3 separate regions of the Oryctolagus cuniculus genome follow, and regions 1 and 2 are each linked to region 3. Evidence: chromatin contacts called from public Hi-C data. All regions are on one chromosome and are shown on one strand. The core of a region is the stretch at or near the end of the contact, and the rest is flanking DNA. Distances in the headings are between cores, read along the strand shown. Region 1 has its middle 68 kb from the start of PHLDA1. Region 2 has its middle 130 kb from the start of PHLDA1. Region 3 holds the start of PHLDA1 (pleckstrin homology like domain family A member 1).

What was found. Hi-C and Micro-C count contacts between places; a contact is called where the count stands out from the background.
Region 1: a contact with region 3 is called in a Hi-C map of an unstated tissue, with 2.1 times the contacts expected there. The contact joins the enhancer-like site here to the promoter of PHLDA1 in region 3. A contact is called at or near these places in 2 of 6 Hi-C or Micro-C datasets (ear pinna and an unstated tissue).
Region 2: a contact with region 3 is called in a Hi-C map of liver, with 9 times the contacts expected there. The contact joins the enhancer-like site here to the promoter of PHLDA1 in region 3. A contact is called at or near these places in 2 of 6 Hi-C or Micro-C datasets (embryonic fibroblasts and liver).

The regions. Positions count from the first base shown.
Region 1 is chr11:78,472,176-78,474,875 of mOryCun1.1, forward strand. No RefSeq gene overlaps it. Among named protein-coding and RNA genes, the nearest start is that of PHLDA1, 68 kb to the right of the region's middle. Within about 2 kb of position 1,381, at least 2 of the 8 cell types and tissues checked have an H3K27ac peak or open chromatin away from gene starts, as enhancers often do.
Region 2 is chr11:78,413,405-78,416,519 of mOryCun1.1, forward strand. No RefSeq gene overlaps it. Among named protein-coding and RNA genes, the nearest start is that of PHLDA1, 130 kb to the right of the region's middle. Within about 2 kb of position 1,852, at least 1 of the 8 cell types and tissues checked has an H3K27ac peak or open chromatin away from gene starts, as enhancers often do.
Region 3 is chr11:78,539,812-78,542,577 of mOryCun1.1, forward strand. PHLDA1 (pleckstrin homology like domain family A member 1) reads right to left here and starts at 1,458. Exons shown (of 2, transcript XM_002711345.5): 1 at 1-1,458. The coding sequence starts at 1,220. The coding sequence ends at 18. LOC138844398 (a long non-coding RNA gene) reads left to right here and starts at 1,483. Exons shown (of 2, transcript XR_011380171.1): 1 at 1,483-2,272; 2 at 2,691-2,766.

The DNA.
Region 1 (2,700 bases), core at 131-2,630, 68 kb before region 3:
GGTCTCCCACATGCGTAGCAGGGAACCACATATATGAGTCACCATTTGCTGCCTCCCAGGATGTATGAGCAGGAGGTTATATCAGAAGCAGAATAGGCAGGATTCAAACAGGCACTCCGATATGGCATGTGGGCATCCCAAGCGGCAATGTAACCCACTGCGCCGCAACACCCATCCCAACTGTCATTATTTTAAACATGTGTTTTAGGATTATTAGTTGATGACACTATAGATAGGGATAAGCAGTCCTATGGAATTGGGGTGTGATATGACAACAGTACACACACAAGACTCCAGTCCAATGTCATCTGTGATCATTACTTAATACAAATGAATCACAGGTGTCACCGGCAGAAGAGAGAAGTAATACTGATTTAAAAGTAGTAACCTTGCATACATGGGTGGTAAGAAAAGCAAGGATGTGATTACCACAAAGGTCAGGGTAGTGACTGCCTCAAGAGGGAAGGGAAGGGCTGTGGTTTACAAGGTAAACCAAGGAGGGGCTGGCTATGTTCCATTTCTGGATGGAGGATGTTCACCTAGTAATTATCCTATACATCTGTGTCTGTTATTTGTATATTCTATTTTATAATTTTTAAAGGTTTAAAAAAAGGAAATAATAGCCTGCCCTCATTGAGAAAACAACAATGTGTTGCAGATCTTAGCTCTCAGTATTTAAACACCATCTCCCTGAGCTGATGTCCACGCTCCTCCCAGAAATTATTATTCTGGAAAGAAAAAGACGACAGTGGGTTTTTGAATAGCCCTGAGTAGACTGTGGTTAATGTTTCACATGGAAGAGATACCAGGAATGTGTTTGGAGTATATATTTGAGTTTTTGTTTATTATTTACTTACTTGAAAGGCAGAAAGACTGAGACAGACAGAGAGCTACCATCAGCTGGTTCACTCCCCGGATGCTGGGCCAGGCCAAAACTGGAATCTGGGAACTCAGCCTCGCTCTCCCACATGGATATCAGGGACCCAAATACTTGAGCAATCACCCGCTGTTGTCCAGGGTGTACATTAGCAGAAAGCTGGAATCGGGAGATGGAGCCAGGGCTCAAAGCCAGTCTCTCAGGCAGGGGATGCAAGCATCTCAATCCCTGTGCCAAATGCCTGCCTCATATTTGTGAGAGTCTAATTATTCTAGAGTCAGAATTCTATGGAGTTCCATGAGTTATGAGAATGCTTTCTAAGGGGTAGGGCGAGTCCACAAATCAGTCATCAGACACGAAGAAAAGATGGGCTTATGAAATCATCAGAAAAAGTACGAAACTTGTAAAGAGATACTAAGAACCCAGTCTCTAATGCAGGGCATAGCAGAGTCTCTGTGTGAAGAAAATCCCTCCTGTGTTTGGCATTTGAGTGACTCACCCAGGAAACCATCCACTGCGTGCAGCAAAGAGGAAATGAATCATGGACGCTTCTAACCTTTGCCCTTGTCATCTCCATGCAGGGAAACCACCCACAGATAGTCTCAACAGAGCTGGAGACAGGGCAGTCAAACAAGGCACACACAGAAATGATGCAAATCCATTGGCAGGAGACAGCAAGAGAATGAAGGAGAATGCAGCTCAGGGGTTGCAAATATGGGATAAACATTGATTTTATGACACAAAAACGTAGCAGTTTAACTGGCATCAAGGACCGTTTGGCAGTGCCCACTGATCTGATGTTTTATGCAGTCATCCGAGCTCCTTAGACATGAGCTGGGGGTGGAGGCGTATGGGAGCTGCGTGGAGAACAATGACCTTTGAAAATCAAGCTCTTAGTTGGTATTTAGAGAATTTGCTTGGCTTGCTCAGAGGAAGAAGAGGAAACTAATGTCAGGATGAAATTCAGAATGGATTGAGTAGAGTTATTCACATTTAACAAAAAGGATTCTGAAAAGGCAATGAGTTTAGAGCTAGTCCAGGAGTACAAATGCAATCTGAAGAATTCCCTGTAGCCAGAATCTAATACTTCATGTGTGATTTCAGCTTTTTTCTTTTATGAGGCAGAAAAACAGAGAGAAAGCGCTCGTATCTGCTGGTGGCTCCCCAAATGCCTGTGGGGTTGTGGAGCCCTGAAGCTGGGAGCCAGGAATTCAATCATATGTGGGTGGCAGGAACCCAACTATCTGAGCCATCAGCCCTGACTCTGGGGTCCACACTGGCAGGAAGACAGATCCAGGAATCCACTGAATCAGGAGCCAAAGCTGGGAATTGAACCCAAGCACTCTGATGTGGGATGCAGACAACACAATGGGCCTCTTCACTGCTCGGCCAAATGCCCACCTCTGATGTCAGTTTTAAGCAAAATCAGAAAGCCTTCAGTATGTGAATCTGAAAACCAAAAATGGTTCATTCAAAAGCATGTGCCAAATAGAAAGCAAATACCTAAAAAGGACAAACAGGAAAATCTCTAATTGTGCACATTATTCATTGTATTGGAGCCCTGTGTGCTGAGATTGTTCTCAGCTCCTCTGTTCACACTTCAGTAGCAAGGGAAAAGGCAAGCACCTGCTGAGTAGCAGAATTCACAAGCATCTCCCTGCCCAAGATGAGCTTTCAATGCAATTTCTATCCCCATAAGGGTCTACAAATGATAGCACTGTTTTCTAAATACCTTATCATAACAGAATATATCCTCCCTCAAAAAAACACATGAGGTCAAATGAACTAGACTGTCGCTCCCCCTCTTCGTGGAGGAGCAACAC
Region 2 (3,115 bases), core at 602-3,101, 130 kb before region 3:
AGAGATTTATTCAGAAGCTTAAATACCCTCTTCATGGGAGAGACGCGAGTGAGGAATGTAGGCAGGCAGTTTTAGAAGGGTAAGCGATTTCCATAGGACGTGCATGGGCCTGAAGTCCAGACAGTGGCCTGGCACAAAATTCATCTGGACTCCGAGAGTGGTGCCAACTCTAGCGACAGGCATCGGTCTCCCCAGTGCTCTCTGGGCAGCTTCCGGGGACCCAGGAGGCAGGGGGGCCTCGGAGAGGGCTCTTCCCTGCATCTGCTGCTCCCCAGGGGATCTCAGACGGAACTCCCAAGTGGCTCATTTGAGGGTGTGCTTTCCCGAGTTCCAAAACTGTCTCGGACCTCCTATATCATGTTAGTGCCAGGGCTGTCTTGGATAGGTTTACAAATCTCTTCTCTCATTGACAACTGTTTTAGTCCATTCTCCTACCTGAGGAGTAGATGGCATCGTCACAAAATGCAAGAGTTAGTTTGCAGGAGTGGAGATCTGATTGTATAAGCCACTGCCTCAGTATTAATACAGTTAGTACAAAAAGTTACTTAAATTTATTTCAGCTCTGTTAAGGTATTGCTTGCTGTTAAGCTGTTTCTCCAGAAATGTACGCTGTTAACTAAATGTAAGCTGTTAAATGTAAGTGGTTAGCTAAGTGACTGAAGATCTTAGCCAGCACACAATGTTTTAAAATGAACCCAGAAAGCATGAAGGCCTTTAAAAAACAGCTTCAAATTCTTTGGACCTCCTGTTAGAAACGCATTGCACATCCCGTCCGAATACACCTTCTCACAGGAATGCATAACAGGAACAAAAGTTTTATGAAACTGTGCTCAACTTTCCTATTTTCTATTTTAATTTTCTCCTTTTAAGAAATGCTGCCGGGACAGGCATTGTGGCACAGTGGGTTAAGACACCACTTGCGTTTCTCACACCCCATATTGGAGTGCTAGTTCAAGTCCCAGCTACTCCACTTCCAGTCCGGCTTCTTGCTAATGCGCTGGAGAAGCAGCAGATGATTGCTTGAGTGCTTGGGCCCCTGCCATCCATGTAGGAGACCTGGATGGATTTGCTGGCTCAGAGCTTCAGCCTAACCCAGCCCCCACTGTTGTAGCCACTAGGGGAGTGAACCAATGGATGGAAGATCTCTCTCTCTCTCTGTCTCTCTCCCTTTCTTGCTTTGTAACTCTGCCTTTCAAATAAATAAATCTTTTTTTTTGTAAATCTGCTGCAAGTTGACACCCACCAGATTGAGCTGATAACCTACTGACAGGCTAAGACTTGGATGTTTTCTAAAAATATCGCTTTAAATCATATTTAGGGGAAAAATCCCACTAAAACTCCCTTTTCTGTTTCTCTATCTTCAGGACCTCTCTCTAAAACATCAATATCACACATTTAGAAATAGTCACATTTTGGGGTAATAGCAGTGCTAAAAGTTAAGCAGGATTTAAAAACAAAATCATCCAGCCAGAAGTACCAAATGAAAACTTAGTAAGAGGTTGAGGAAATGACTACAAATTCCCCAAAACTTGCCACATCACACCTCATTCAGCAAACAAATTTTAACAGTCCTTACCAAGTTCCTTCCAGGACTGGACCCTGTGGGAGTCCTGTGCTGGGGAAGCTGGCAAGAGAAGTAACAGGACTTTTGGCTGTGGAGGACCCCTCCAGCAGCTCCAGGTTCTTGTCTCAAAATGGAAAAGAATCCAAGGAAGAGACATAGATAAAGGTGAGCAGGGAAGCAGGATTTATCGAAAGGCAAAGGGAAAGTAATCAGGAATGAGGGCAAGCTCATAGGAGGCGCTACAATTACTAAAGATCAGGGTCATCCTTTTACAGGACAGGGGCTGGTGGCTGGGGTAGAACTTAGCTGAACATTCAAAGGAGGCAGTTTGAGGCGGGGCTTGAGGACTGCCCATTTCTGTGCCTTTTTTTTTTTTTTTTTTTTTTTTTGAAATCTTGGAAGAGTCATGCATCAGGTGCATGATGGAAGTGGGTATGCCAATCACCAAAATTTCATTAGCATCTGGGGGACCCAGCCTGCAGCCATGTTGGATATTGCTGCTCGGCACAACTCCAGTAGCTGCACCTGCACAGAAGGGGGTGGGGTTTGGATAAGTGCTGGCAGTCGTAAGTTCCCCTTGGCTCGGCTGCCTCCCTGCCGACATCATTTTCACTGTCACATATTCACTACCTGTGACAGACCCTGTGCACACAGCTGGAACTGAAGGAGCAGCCAGCTAGCCAGCCAAGGCTGCACTTCTGCTCTTGCTTCCAGGAGAAGGACACCCTGGCAACCAGGTGCGAAGCTCTCCCACACAGGGTGATGAGGAGATGGATCTGAGCTCCCCTCCCCTCCTCTTTTCACAGGAGACGATAGAAACACCCTACAACAGAGGGCCAGCCTGAAATCCTACAAAATTCCTCAGGCTAAGCAATGCTTACTGAGCTGAAAAACAGCACTGAGAAGAGAAGGGAAGTTATTTATATTCCAAGGTCCAAATTGTAGTATTGATCAAATGCAATGTATTTCACAACCTGGCTGCAATAGAGAGTTTATAAAGCCCATTTCCAAGTTTTACTATTTTCCTTCCATTTCCTCTTCTGAAAGGGAAGAAAAAAAGAAAGGGAAGACAAGGAGAGGAAGTGCAGTTGGAAAGGAGGAAGGAAAGAAGACAAGAAGGGAGGGAAAGTCTTAAAGATAGCATCTAATCAGAGCAAATTTAGTTAAACCCAGAAAATTTTTCCTTGCCCTTTTACAGTGGATTTTTTTAAGTCCACATGGATATAAGAGTCAAATATTTTTATTTGTTGTAGCTGGTACCTTTTTTTTAACTGTATAAAACAGCAATACATGGACTGGCTCCGTGGTATAGTGGGTAAAGCTGCCACCTACAAATCTGGCATTCCCTATGGCCACTCGTTTGTATCCAGACTGCTCTGCTTCCAACCCAGCTCCCTGCTAATGCTCTGGGAAAAACAGCAGAAGATGGCCCAAGTCCTTGGGCACCTGCCACCATGTGAGACCTAGATGAAGCTCTTGGATCCTGGCTTTGGCCTGGACCAGTGCTGGCTGTTGAAGCCAACTGGGGAGTGAACCCCTGGATGGAAGACC
Region 3 (2,766 bases), core at 208-2,707:
CCCGGGTACTGCCCCCTTCAGGCAGAGTTGGAGGTGCTGCGGAGGAGCCGGTGCCCGTGCGGCTGCGAGTGCGAGTGCAGCGGTTGGTGCGGGAGCGCGAGTGGGTGAGGGTGAGGGTGCGAGTGCGGGTGTGGGTGCGGGTGTGGATGTGGATGCGGGTACGGGTGGAGTTGCTGGGGCTGAGGCTTAGGCTGGAGCTGGGGCTGGAGCTGGGGCTGGAGCTGGGGCTGGGGCTGGAGCTGGGGCTGGGGCTGGGGCTGGGGCGGCGGCTGAGGCTGTGCCTGCGGCTGAGGCTGGAGCTGGCTCTGCGACTGCGGGGGTTGCTGCTGGACCAGGTGCTGTTGCTTCTGCCGCGTGGACTTGACCGCCAGGATGGCCTGCCGATTCTTGTACTGCACCATCTGCAGCGTGATCTCGGCGTTCCAGCCCTGGTCCTGCGGGCACCGAAAGTCGATCTCCTTGCCCTCGGCCATCACCACAGTGAAGTACATGTACTTGCCCTTGCGCTCCACGCAGTCCACGGTCTTCATGTTGGAAAAGTGCAATTCCTTGAGCTTGACGGGCGGCTCGAGGCCGGCGACAGCGGGGGCCCCGGGTTGGGACGGGTCGGCGGCCGGCCCCTGCCCGGGCTGTTGCTGCTGCTGCTGCTGCTGGTGTTGCAGCTGCTTGGGCGGGATGAGCAGCAGCCCCTCCTCGGTGAGGATGCAGCACTTTTTCTTCCAGAGCTGCAGTAGCCCGTCGCTGCGCTTCTCCAGCACCCCCTCCTTCAGCGCCTTGCAGCCGCTGCTCTCCAACATCCTCCCGGCATAGAGGGGGACGTCACTCGGCTCGGCCTCTCCGCGTCCAGCCGCCCGGGCCGGGGGCAGCAGCAGCAGCCGCGCGCCGTCCTCGCCCCAGCGGCTCCCACGGCCACCTGCCCGGAGCGCACAGAGGAGGCTAACGCGCAGGAGGCAGAGCGGCGGCGGCGGCTCTGGGTCGGGGCAGAGGGGCAGCCGCTTCCTGATGCGCCGCAAGGTCCCGGAGCAGCCAGCTGTCTGGCCTCCGCCGTCCTCCTGCCAGCGCTCACTGACGGCTACTGGCCGGGCCCCCTCGCGGCGCTTTTGAATGGGCCATCCTCTCCACCCCCGAGTGACACCCAGCGGAAAAGGCGGCTCCTGGCGCCCGCACCGCGGGGGAAAGCCCAGCTCGGAGAGGCGCTCGGCTGCCGGCGCACGCCTCATTAACTTGGGGCCCTTCCAAAGCCGGCCGCGTCCACGCCCCCTGCGTCCCTGGCTCCGCCTCTCGCCACCCGCTCGCTGCCGCGCTTCTGGTCCGGGGAGCCGGCGGGAGCCCGAGCCCCGGAAACTCCTCTCCTCCGCCCGGGGCGAGCGCCGAGGGCTTCCCCACCTGCCCGGCGACCAATGCCGACGCCCCGAGGGCGCCGAGAGGCCATCCTCCCCCGCCTCGCGTCCCGCCTCTCCTAGGCCCCGCGCAGTTCTCCGTGCCCAGGCTCAGGAAGTGAGGACGGGGCTGCGGAGGCGGGGACAGCTTCCAGGCCAGGCCCTGTGTGCGCTCGAGACCCCGCAGAACGCCCGCCCCGGCCTCGGCGAGCAGGGGAGCCAGGGGTGAGGCCCGCGGGTGCGGAGTCCCGCGGCAGCAAGCCTCCCGCAGAAGCAGGCGGGGGGACATCGCACTCCGGTCCGCGTCATTAAATCACTCTTCTCGGAGTGAGCGGACGATTGTTGAAGCAATAGCGCTACCGTCTGTCCGGTGTGGAAGGGGTGGCTGGGGAAAGATGGACCCGCTAGAGGTGGCGTCTGGTCACTCGCCAGTCCCCTTCGCCCGCGATGGTGACGCTGCGGCTTCCTTCTCAACGTTCGCCGCGGCCTGCAACATCTGTTAGCGCAGTCACTAGACTGACTACAAAGGGCGAGAGTAGGGCTCAGGGACCCCACGCTTGTAGGCAGTTCAGTCTTCCGAACGCCTGGCTGGCCCCCGCGGGTCCCTCTTCGCAAACTCCTCCCAACGGGCCAGATCCCAGTTTGGGAGTCTCATTTATCTGTGACCGGGGAAGGAAAAGAAAGCCCTCCTCGCCGGCTCCGACTCCGTTGAAGTCCTGCTTTAAACAGTTTCTGTAGAAACTGCTTCCCAGCAAGGTGAAGCCGAAAAAAGGGCAAAAACAGAGACAGCGCCTCCTGGTGGGGGAACTCGTCCACTACGCAATGGGCAGCCCTGACTGTTCTGACCCTGCTGGGGAGGACAGATCAGCCTAAGTAAACCAGGGGTGGCCAAGGTAAGAGGGGTGGCCAAGGTAAGAGGAAAGGCTGCTGCTGTGCCCAGAGTGGAAGAAAGGCGCTTAGCTCATCTGCTACTTGCTACAAAGACGTAAAGGCGGGGAAGAGAAAGTGGTCGATGAACTTGGAGAACTCCGCCATAGTCACATCCTTTGTGTGTCATTTTAAGATTAATGCCAAGGCAATCAGAACAAAGGGTGCCTTTTAAACTTCGGAGGGCCTTATTCTTAATCCAAGACACAGTATCTGATCAAATGCGACAATTCCCACTCAATTGCCCTCTGCCAGACCCCAGGGCCTTCACAATTATTAAAAGTATGCAAAGATTTCTAGTAAAACTGTTAAGATTTACAATTTTAAGTGCTAGTGACAAACACTACCTTAACATCTCATTTGTTTCTCTCCCTGCCTTTGTAGGACAAGTGAGCATTCCAGGGAATTTCTACATGACCAGCTGTTCATCCTTCCAGCGGGATGACATTCTTCAGCTCAT